2 separate regions of the Gossypium arboreum genome follow, and region 1 is linked to region 2. A link is a contact called in public Hi-C data. All regions are on one chromosome and are shown on one strand. Each heading gives the region's core, a stretch centred on a gene start, on an enhancer-like site or on the middle of the called end of the contact. The rest is flanking DNA. Distances are from core to core; before and after follow the strand shown. Region 1 holds the start of LOC108470501 (serine/threonine-protein kinase SAPK2-like). Region 2 holds the start of LOC108474282.

Evidence for each region. A called contact is a pair of places that touch in the nucleus more often than the background predicts.
Region 1: a Hi-C map of leaf shows a contact between it and region 2, with 2.5 times the contacts expected there. The contact joins the promoter of LOC108470501 here to the promoter of LOC108474282 in region 2.

Annotation. Positions count from the first base shown.
Region 1 is chr11:55,227,343-55,230,054 of ASM2569848v2, forward strand. LOC108470501 (serine/threonine-protein kinase SAPK2-like) reads left to right here and starts at 1,290. Exons shown (of 9, transcript XM_017771839.2): 1 at 1,290-1,665; 2 at 1,788-1,862; 3 at 2,259-2,360; 4 at 2,467-2,499; 5 at 2,617-2,709. The coding sequence starts at 1,546.
Region 2 is chr11:54,937,626-54,940,325 of ASM2569848v2, forward strand. It overlaps LOC108474282, which reads left to right and starts at 1,369. Exons shown (of 9, transcript XM_017776250.2): 1 at 1,369-2,210. The coding sequence starts at 1,719.

The DNA of each region.
Region 1 (2,712 bases), core at 40-2,539, 290 kb after region 2:
GGTACTGGACAAACCACTTCTCATTAACTTGCCTCAACATATAAAAATTAGAGAGACCTCCATAAGTAGTAGATTTATCAACCTGAGAAATGACAAACCTATATGTAACATTAATGCCTTCATAATTTGGGTCTTCTGCTCTAAGGGGAGAATCTGGGGCCAAAGCTTATGAGTAAGGCCTAGACCCAAACATTTTATCCAAATTTATCCATTCGAAAAACAAAAAAAATCCTAGATCATCCTCAATCAAAAAAATCTTATTGGATATATTTTTTGAGAGAAAATAAAAAAAAAAATTAAGACGATGAATATGTAAAGTTGAATTAGGACTACACCTTTGTTGAATTTAACCCTCAAATGTTTTATGAATGTTCAACCATGAGTTCTCTTAGATCTTTGAGGTAGCGTCAACAAAGAAGATGAAGTGTACGGGGACAGTAGTGATGCAGAGCGACATGAGAGGGTCGGATTGTTGAGCTAAAATGTAGAGCGAGCGATAAGGGTGGCATCTGATGTTGTGGAGCTTTTTGATGATTGGGAGTTTTGATGGCAACAATGGTAATATTAGCTTAGTTCTGTCAATCGGACAAATTAGGACAACGAAGAAGATGACTGTCAGGGAGAAGAACAAGGGACATGAAATGAATAAGATTTCATGTTGTTCTAAAAGTTGCAAAAAAACTCAACATATGCATTATTGGCTTGCACAATATTTTTTAGAATTTAGACTAATTGATAAAATATGTAAAGTTGAAGGCTAAATTTATTAAAATTTTTAGAATTATGTCCAAATTGATGAAATCATAAGCATTGAAAGCTAAACTTATTATTATAAAAAAATTCATATCAATATTTCATTAATGATTTAATGAAAAAAACAATCTAAATTTTAAATTTCAATAACATTAATAACTAAAATAAAATTTTTAACCTGTGAAACTAGAATAGAAATATGTTAATATTTAAATCACTATTTATATAATTTGCTCAAATTTTAAAATAAATATAAATAATTCTACTTTCAATCATCTTATCCAATGTACTGAAATATTTCAGTTATGAGTGTTTATTTAGTACTTTAAGAAAATATTCTTTTAATACACAGTATTTGATTGTTATTTATTGATATTTTGCGACATTTCGAAAGAAGGAAGAGGGCCAACTAAGTGGGGTAACCAAAACGAGAGATAACCCAAAAACGAAGCAACGTCGGTGTGCAACTTTTCCACTTCTCCTTCAATTTCTAGCTTTTAATTATCCTCCACGTGTAATGTCCATTCTTCTTGTCTCTTTGACGTTGACACCATTTGGACAGCCTCATATGATTCCTTATCATCCTAGTTCCTTTGCCCTTTGCTTTCACCCATCCAACTAAAACATCAAAAAGTCCTTGAAAATCATGGAGATTCCTCCAACACTAAACCAAATATAAGAAAAAAAAAATTACACAAAAGGTTTTATATATTTGCTGCAACTATATAAGATTCATATAAGTGCTGCTGTTTCTTTCCTTACATATTTGCTGGGAGTTTTTGGATTTGGAAAATGGAGCGTTATGAGATACTGAAAGATATTGGATCAGGGAACTTTGGTGTTGCTAAGCTGGTTAGGGATAAAAGGACTGGTGAGCTTTATGCTGTCAAGTATATTGAAAGAGGCCCCAAGGTATCAGATTTTGTTTTTAGCTTTATTTTCCTATTGGCTCTCCAAGATTCATGCCCATCATCTTGTTTGGGTTGTCAATATTTTCTTATGGATGGATTTCAAGAGATTTCTTGTCTATGCAGATTGATGAGCATGTGCAAAGGGAGATTATGAACCATAGGTCTTTGAAGCATCCAAATATAATAAAATTCAAAGAGGTAAATATCTATAGTTCCTCATAAGTTTCAGGTATTGAAGTCAAGACAAGCATTACTTGTACAAGTTTCAGAGCTCCTTAAATGGAGCAGTGAAGGTTTTTGCATTTTTTTTTTCTTCTCTTTAAAAATCAGAGTTGATTTGAACAGAACAGGCTTTACAATGATTTATCTTTTGTTCTGTTTTAGCTAACTTAGCCTTGAGAGCAACCTACATGGTCAGAGATGTAGCTTCCAGTTTAGCTTTAGCTTCATATTAGGTAGCACCAGTTTTTGATTGAAAATTAACTTAAAAAGGTTCAAACAAACGATATGGGAGTTTGTGATCTTCAACAGGGCAGCTAAAATCAATGGTGTCCATGGTATGTTTGATCCAATCCCAAACACAACTTTTTGCAGGTCCTGTTAACACCAACTCATCTTGCCATAGTCATGGAATATGCAGCTGGTGGAGAACTTTTTGAAAGAATATGCAACGCTGGTAGATTTGGTGAAGATGAGGTATATTCTTATAAACATCTTTTCTTTTTCTAATTTTTCATACGTTAAAAGTTGTGCTTATTGAATTTCATTTTTTTACCTTACTGTTATTGTTTTACTGCATCAGGCAAGGTTTTTCTTTCAACAACTGATATCAGGAGTGAGTTATTGCCATGCAATGGTATATATGGCCTTACTTAGTCTATTGGATCCCCCCTCTTTTTTTTTTTTTTTTGGCTATCTAGCTAAGTTGAGATTTTTATCCCCATTTTCACAGAAAATTTGTCATAGAGATCTTAAGCTGGAAAACACTCTATTAGATGGAAGCAGTACACCCAGACTAAAAATATGTGACTTCGGCTACTCTAAGGCA
Region 2 (2,700 bases), core at 119-2,618:
CAAATATATAAATATTAACATAAAATATTTTTTTATTTTAAAATAATTAAATATTAAAAAAATTATAAATTGAGATCTGATGTAATTTATGAACATCTCAAATAAATTTGATCAAGTTTTCTAATGTGCTTCCTAAGTTGTTAATAACAGCTTTATAAGTTACCACTATGGCTTACGCCAACCAATTGATCCATTGTTGCTACATGAATTCAGATATATATAATTTAATTTATAAGTATAAAAAAAAAATGGAATATTTACCATTAACCGAAGATTAGAGACCTCGAAAACAGAAAATCCAAAACATATCCTTTGTCAAACTTTATATTTTTCACTCACATGAAAACAGGGCTTATTTAATTGATGTTTGGAGTTAAGAATTCTAGTTTGAAACTTGTGGGTTTAAATTTTGATATAAAATTGCACATGTATAAAGAGAGTCCTATATGCTCAGAATTTTAATATGTAAAAGAAATTAACTGTTATTTTCTGCCAAAATATGCTGTCCTTGTTTCCATCTAGAATTGCCAGACAGGCATTCATGTGCTCAAAATTCGTATATTCATGTATATGTACATAAATATTTTCGTATAATGTTGGAATCATATTTTTAATGTAATCGTACGCTGTATCTTATAACCAAACTGGTAAGAAAACCAACGAAAGAACAATTCCCATGATGCGGATTTAACAAAAAAAAGAAAAAAAGAACTATTAATTTATTTAATACTGTATCATAATTAAGAGATTATTAACTCATTTCCACTTTTTATATAAATTTTCGAATCATTGGGAAGTCAAACATAATTTAATTGGATTTCTCATTTATATATATTTAATGTTTTTCAATGCATCCATATTAGTTTATACTATTTAATTAATAAAATCATTAAAATTAAATATATTGAAAAATAAAAGGTAATGTAATCAATCATCTATCTATTTAATTGGTTTATATTGATTCATAAATTAATTAATTTTAATTTTTCTTAATTCAATTATTCTAATTAAACAATCCAACTCAATTAAAAAAATATTACAACACCAAACTTTCAAAACAAAGAGGAATTATATAAATTATTTATTTTATTTTAAGTGTTCAATACAAATCAAATTCTAATTAATAAAATTATTTTAATTTTTATTACTTTATTATTTTAAAAATATGAGTTTAATATTATTGTTTTTATACAAATGGTAGGTGTACCAGTTAATAATATTAAAGAATATTGATGGCATAATTAATAGGAGCCGTTGATTTCTCATTTCTTCTCCCAATTATAATCGGACGGTGTATTGTTTTAGACTATTTTACTCATACAAAATACTAATAATAAATACTTGTCCTTCTTCGTCGCCACAGGAAAGTAATGATGACACATCGCCAAATCACTGAAATCAGTGAGTTAATTACCATCGCTATCACTGTAAGTTACTGAATTTATAAAACCTTACAAATCCAAAAATCAGTTATAGGAAAAAAAAGAAAAAAAAAAAAAGAAAAGAAAAGAAAAGAGAAAGGGAAAATTACGCTGACACCCATAAAAACTACAGCTCATCTCAACAAAGTCTACACAGTATCTCTCTTTATCTCTCTAGACTTCTCTCAAACATTTTCCGATGTCCACCGTAACCGTCTTCAGATCCCCCTAACGAGCCGCTGAGTCTCTTGACTGTTTTTTTTTTATTGAAATCAGTATTAGATTTTTGTTTCGTACATGGCGGAGGAAGACGTCGTTCCCAAAACCTTCCGAGCTCTCGTCGAGAGCGCGGACCGTAAATTCGCACGAGTCCGGGACTTACCGTCGTACGGACGAGCACAAGGCCAACACTATTTCCAGAAAGTCTTCAAAGCCTATATGCGGTTATGGAAGTACCAGCAAGAACACCGAGCCGAGCTTGTCAAAGCCGGTTTGAACCGGTGGGAGATTGGCGAAATCGCCGGTCGGATCGGCCAGCTGTATTTCGGCCAGTACATGAGGACGAGCGAGGCTAGGTTTCTGGTCGAAGCCTACATTTTCTATGAAGCGATTTTGAAGAGAAGGTATTTCGAAGGGTGTGGAGTGAAGGATCTTCGAGTTCGGTTTAAGGAGTTGAGATTTTATGCCCGGTTTTTGCTGGTTTCGTTGATTTTGAACCGGACCGAGATGGTGAAAGTTGTCGTCGAAAAGCTTAGAGCTCTTATTGATGATTGCAAGGCTAATTTCCGGGTAAAAACGATTTTTTTTTATTTCTAGAATTTCAAGCTGAATTTTTATTTGCTATTGTTGGCATGGTGCTTTTTTCAGTTTTGTTCTGCGCTTTTTAGCTGCTAATGGAAATTATGAATAAATAGTAAGAATAGAATTTAGGTTTACCTAAGAAGACATAAATTGTTTTTTAAAAGAAAAATTTTTAAGAACATGAAAGGGAGTTCATTGAGTATTATCGATTACCATTTAATTACCAATAAATTAATTTCAAAATAGTTTTCCTTTTTCCCAAATGAATAGTAAGAATCGGGTTCAGGAAACTTTCGTTAAGAAGTATAATCTAAATTTTCATAAATAATCTAAATTTGGGAAAATTAATGCATTACTCAGCTTTATTTCCTCTGCCCCATAATTTTTTTCCTTATTTTTGTAATATCTTCTTCACTGTTTTGCAATAAAAATAAAAAGGAAATACAGTTGGGCCCTTTGTCTTTGATTTCCTTAAAGT